Regions from separate parts of the Triticum aestivum genome. Here region 1 is linked to region 2. A link is a contact called in public Hi-C data. All regions are on one chromosome and are shown on one strand. Each heading gives the region's core, a stretch centred on a gene start, on an enhancer-like site or on the middle of the called end of the contact. The rest is flanking DNA. Distances are from core to core; before and after follow the strand shown.

What was found. A called contact is a pair of places that touch in the nucleus more often than the background predicts.
Region 1: a Hi-C map of leaf shows a contact between it and region 2, with 5 times the contacts expected there. The contact joins the promoter of LOC123180568 here to the promoter of LOC123180567 in region 2. A contact is called at or near these places in 3 of 5 Hi-C or Micro-C datasets (all in leaf) and 1 of 1 datasets of contacts at active chromatin or transcription factors (leaf).

The regions. Positions count from the first base shown.
Region 1 is chr1D:101,084,273-101,087,262 of IWGSC CS RefSeq v2.1, reverse strand. LOC123180568 (NAD(P)H-quinone oxidoreductase subunit S, chloroplastic) reads right to left here and starts at 1,561. Exons shown (of 1, transcript XM_044592642.1): 1 at 650-1,561. The coding sequence starts at 1,485. The coding sequence ends at 769.
Region 2 is chr1D:100,706,351-100,709,556 of IWGSC CS RefSeq v2.1, reverse strand. It overlaps LOC123180567 (probable ethylene response sensor 2), which reads left to right and starts at 1,885. Exons shown (of 6, transcript XM_044592639.1): 1 at 1,885-2,414; 2 at 3,205-3,206.

The sequences.
Region 1 (2,990 bases), core at 312-2,811, 380 kb before region 2:
TATGGATTTTGATATATTTCTCTACAAATTTGATCAAACTTAAAAGGTTTGATTTAAAGAAAAAAGCAATACATCTTACATTTTGAAACAATGATTATTTTTTTAAGAAACCCAACAACACCAACAACGCAGCAAAGCACGCTCAATCCTTCTAGTATGACCAAACGTACTGCTCAACTATAACCACCAGGCCACTAATCCTAGTATGGCGAGTAGTTTATCCGTACGGCAAATTGAACTCTTTTCTTTTCAACAAAGAAATTGAACTCTGAGATAATGATATACTATTACATATTTTCCGGTTTATTTGGCTTGCGCATATCCCTAAATTGACAATTTAACCAATATGACACAAGTAACATATCCCAAAAATCAACTAAAAAATATACTAATAGAAAATATATCATTTAAAGTTTCTAATGATATAATTTTTATGACATATAAACTATGTTTGTCAAATTGTTATTCTGAATGTGTGCATGTCTAATAAACCGAAACCGAAAACGAGGTACTCTCTCTGATCCAAAATTCCAAAATAAGTGTGGTGGTTTTAGTTCAAGAATCGGAGAGAGTAGTATCTACGGGCTGCTCACAAGCCAAAAATCATCTAAGCAGAATTTCAGACCAAATGTGATCAACCATGTGGCAATTAACAAGAAAGCTAAATTTCATTATCTCCATATTTGTTCCAAATTCAGACTAACACTCCAACTACACATACATACATACACATATCCATACAGGAACATGAACAAGAAGCATGGCAAGTCAAGCCTTTATGGCGGCCGTGCCTTCCTCTTCCTTCTTCTCGGCCACCTCGTCCTCGTCCATGGCCTCGACGAGCGCCTCGAGCACGACCGACTTGGGGTTCACCATGGGCGGGCCCTTCTCCCGGCCTTCGAGCTCGTCTACGCCGAAGGTGATGAGCCTATCCCAGTTCCCGCCCTCGAACAGCACCCCGACCTTTCCATCGGTGACGCGCTGCACGATGCCACAGTACATGTGGTACGCGTTGTTGGGGTTCTTGACGAGCACCACCATGCCGGGGAGGAACAGCGGCAACTCCGGCGGCCTCGGCCTCCCCGCCGGAACCACGGCGGAGGATGCTTTCCCGTCCGTCTGGGTTCTCTTGGGGGGAGGAGGCGGGTTCTTGGCGACGAAGTCCTTGAGCCCGACCTCGCCCCCGGGGAAGCCGCCCGTGAGGCCCATCATCTCCTTCTCGAACGCGTCCGGGTACACCGCCGGAGGGTCCGACTTAGCGCTTCCTGGTGAGGAGTCTCCCGAGGGCGTGGATGGAGGAGGTGAGGGCGGGGTGGGCGACGAGAGCTCCTTGCGGATGCCGACCTCACCATTGCAGAGGCCGCGGCCGCCGAGGATTTCGGATAGGCGGAAGGACGCGGAGGGAGGAGGGGCGGGGAGGCGGATGCGGTGGGGGTGCAGCGGCGGGGGCCGGAGGAAGGAGGGAGTGGTGGGCGCGGGCGCCATTGGAGGGAGAAGAAGATTGGAGCAATGTGTGGAAGTGGGGGCAGGGGGAGCAGAAGAGGTGATGAGGCGGCCCGTGCGCTTCTTGACACGTGGCACTGCTGATGAGTTGGTACTTCTGTGAAAGGCGTGGGTGTGGACGAGAAACGGGTGAAGAAACACTCGCGTGACTGACCCAGTTGAGTTTGGTAGAGAAAAGCAGGCCCAAAACTAACATATGGATATTGTTTGTTTGCCTGTATTGAGATCGTTGTTCATCATAGAATCCGCAAATTCTTAGCGGCCGTCAGTACCCATAAATTTATTTTCAGCTAGCATATTAAATGGGCCGTAATTCTTAATAAGAAAAGCTGCATGATAGTGACAGATTTAAATTCTGACATTTGAGACCCACAAAGAAAAAGTCTATCCAAGGCGATGTCCACTTGATAGTAAACATTCAGAAACCTGATTTTAAAATTACTGTAAATCCAAAACTCGCCTGAAAATCATGAAACTTGACATTATGTTATGACATGGCACAACATGCTGTGGTGAAAAAATTGTCCAATTTGGGATAAATTTGGGTATAAATCGGAATTTCTCTTAAGAAGCTTCATGGTTCCGAGAGGGAACTTGTTACTTATGTGTGTGAAACGACATATGTTGTCTCTTCCCGCCTTGATTTATTTTACAGAGGCAACATGCAACGATAGAAGTGTCGTCCTAAAAATATGAAATTATTCAGGGTTCATTTTGCCTTTTTATATGTTATTTGAGTTTTCTAGGCATTTACGAACATACTTTGGTGTGTGCAAACGCCATGTGTGTACTAGCCACCTATGTAATTGGATGTTTAGTTTGGTTATGAAATCAAGTCCTTATAAGTTATAAGTACATGTATTGTTGTTCTGTATGCAATGACATCGCACACGGACCATACTAGGAAACCCGTTGGTGATGAATTCATCAATCGCTGACAATTGTATACCAGCAAACGTTTCCCCACAACACACACGGCTTATTAGCAGAATCGTCTATGTTATTATCGGTCTTGGCACACATCTCTGATTACGGACCTGTTTGCCGTGTATCACACACATCTGGTTAAGTTGAACCGTTTCTGTTATCTCGGCTCATGGCAAATAGTTCATCCGAGTGAGTTGTATGCCGTCTGTCGCACATGCCTTGATCTGCCCAACCGTTTCAGTTGTGTTGCCTAATCACAAACAGTTCATCTGGGTGAACTGTATGCCGTATATGACATACACCTTCATCTGGCTACCCGTTTCTGTTGTTAAGCTCATCGCAAACAATTCATTCGAGTGAACTGTAAGCCACGCATCGTACACGCAACTATAATTTGAATCGTGTTTGGAAAACTTTTTTTAATCTTTTTTGAGGTTTTATTACATCACCGTTTGCGATTAATGCATCACACACAGTTTCGTCGAAGAGTCTCTAATTGTAGTGTCGCGTTTGGACCATCTTGCAGTAGTGATATTTGAGTTCTTGATCCTATCTGCTAG
Region 2 (3,206 bases), core at 636-3,135:
GAAATCACTAATTAAGAAGTACTCGTTTCAAAGAACACTCCACTTTCCCAGGTCACGACAAGTGGCGCACATGCAGTGCGTCACTTGTCGCAACCTGGTTTTCCCTTTTTCGTAGATCCGTTTATTCAAAACGTTTTATCTCCTAAACCGTGCGTCCAAATCTCGAACCGTTTTCACCATTGGATTCCACGCATCAAGATATTCAAAACTAGATCCCATGTTGATAGGTTTTGACGAACTTTTTTTCATGAAAAAACCGGACGAAAAAAATCAGGCGAAAAAACCGAACCGGGAGCACGGTTTTTTTTCCTTTCCGAAGGAGGCATGCCCGTGGAAGCAAAACCGTGACTCTCGTGGAAGGAAAAAAAACAGAAAACGCATTTTTTTTCGTTTCCGAGAGGCGCGGCCGTGACTGTCGCGAAAGCACAACCGTGCCTCTCGCAAAAGCAAAACCGTGACTCTAAAAAAACAAAAAACACGTATTTTTTCCCTTTCCGAGAGTCATGGCCGTGACTCTCGCGAAAGCACAACCGTGCCTCTCGCGGAAGCAAAACCGTGACTCTCGCGAAAGGAAAAAAAACAGAAAACGCATATTTTTTTCCCTTTCCGAGAGGCACGGCCGTGACTCTTGCAAAAGCACAACCGTGCCTCTCGCGGAAGCAAAACCGTGACTCTCGCGAAAGAAAAAAAAGCAGAAAACGTGTTTTGTTTTTCCCTTTCCGAGAGGCACGGCCGTGACTCTCACAAAAGCACAACCGTGCCTCTCGCGGAAGCAAAACCGTGACTCTCGCGAAAGAAAAAAAACAGAAAACGCATTTTTTTTCGTTTCCGAAAGGCACGGCCGTGACTCTTGCTAAAGCACAACCGTGCCTCTCGCGGAAGAAAAACCGTGACTTTCGCGAAAGAAAAAAACGCGTTTTTTCGAGAAAAAAAAATTTCAAATTTTTTTTACGAAAAACATAAACACCGAAGAAAAACCAAAACGTCAAAAAAACCGAAAAAACGTTTAAAAAGCCGAAAACACATGCGAAAAAATAAAAAAACAAAATCCAAAGAGAACGTCCAGAGCGCGACACGTGGCGAATGACTGAGAGCGCGCCAAGTGGCGCTGATCATTGCGAGGCTTCCGAAAAAGCGCTCGTTAACAGTTGCTCTCCTAAGTACTTCTGCACAAACACAAAAGAGAGCATGGGAAAGGCCCATGATGGGCAGGTGCAACCCATCACACATCAGCATGCCGTACATCCTACAGCGAATCATCTCTCTCTGTGGTCAAGTCTGACTCCAAACGTCTGCCTCACATGTCCATGCATCCAGCCCAGCAGGTGCAATGCATCCAGCCTCCCCTGTCGCTTTCACCAAGGATTTTTTTCCCTTAAGAATTAGTAGTGGTATTATGCAAATTAGTAGTGGTCTTCATTCTTCAGATGCACGGTTGGATTCCAGCGTTACTGAATTGACAAAGGATTATAGGAACAAACCCATGAAATTATTAGCTTGTTGGTGCCTTCAGAGACATCGATCTTAAGTATATTTTTGCTTGGAGGAGAACCTAATCACGCCACAAAATCATCATGTTCAACTTGGCTGCTAAAAAATGTATCAGAACGGCATGAAAGTCTTTCCCGATTTTCTCAAATGCTAAACAAAGAAAGCCAAACTCCCTTGGATAAATGTGCAACTTGAAACAGAATTTATGCAGATAATCTTGCACAAAATCATAGTATATGTTTTAAAATACCTACCAAAATCCTGCACAAATCGTGGATACACTAAACAAAGAACCCGAGAGGAAAGGCTCGATTAGTACTCCATTTTTTTACCTGCAAAGTGTGGCGAAGTTCCAAGTTGCTGCCATTAACGGCGGGGTGTCGCGTCTTCGCTTTCACATCCAACCGAAACCAAAAGGGCGCTTTTTCTCTAGTCACTTGCAGCTCCGAGGCATCCCCTCTAGCCCTCTCTCTCTCTCTCTCTCCCCCCATTCCCAAGAATCCATCCATCCCGGCAATCGCGGGCAGCTGCGGCACGGGAGCGCCGAGCGGCAGATCGAGTCGCCGCCCGTCTCTCCTCCGTTGGCCCAGGTCAACACGCGAGCGGCTGTTGCTTCGATTTAGAGCGAGGAGACCTCGTCGTTTTCCACCGGCGGTTGTTGGTGGTGCGGTTCTTGGTTCCGGCGCGCTGCCGTGCTGAGATCGGCGCGGTGTCCCTGGAGTTCCTTGTGCGGCTGGGGGAGTAGCTACAAGAGCTGCCTCCGTTTTCTTGCATTCCCTGCTGCTGTTGCGGTGGGATTCTTCCTCTTACCTGCCGTGCTCGAGCTTGCCGCGTCGTCTTGCTTTGGTCAAGACAAGGCGTGCGGCGGCAGAGTTGAGCGGGCAAAGAAAAGAGAGAAGCTTAAGCTGAGGTATCTTGCTGAAGTAATTTCTCAGCCTCAAGCAGTCAAGCTATTTCGGGAATTGCAAATAAAAATCTCAAGCAGTTTGATAATGACCTGCTGTAATACTGAATCGATTTCAATTTGGGTTGGGTCATGTTAGGGTTCTGTGCCATGGACTGTCGATATAATATCTCAGCTTCACAGACCTCAGTTTAGGTTCACACAAGTAATTTGACCTTTATTTAGGTGTTCCATGAATGATGGTTCAGAGTTGGATTCAGGGTCAAAGTGTGGTGTTTAATTTCACGACGCCTTGGAGCTTGTGGCTTTTAATTCTATAGGGACTGGTAATCTTTTTCACTAGTGTCTTTGTTGGTAGGTGTAAATTAGTGTTGTTCGTTTGATGGCATTAGTTGATGTTTCATGTTAGTAATGGACTTGATCCTTACTTCTAAATTTTCTTCTGCTTGGTGAGAGAAGACGGATTGAAAATCGCGATCCCTGACTATTTCTAGCACCAGCTAGAGTTTATTCGTGTAGAGGGTAGCACTGCGTTTTTTATGTAAATGTGATTGCTAATCCTACAGATGCGTTCTGTCTTCTGCATGTCCTCTTGATCTTGACTGTATTTTTCATAGCTTAACCCAACCCAACTAGAGCCTGTCATATGCAAATTTGGCTGATGGATGTATGGTTTGGACCACCACTACCGCTCCATGCTATTAACATATTATTATAGCTGCCCTATGGAAGTTGCTCTCTTTCATGGTTTTTTGTGGAATTGTTTTTCAAATCAAGTCAAGTAAAATTTTGATGTTATGTTTTCACAGGT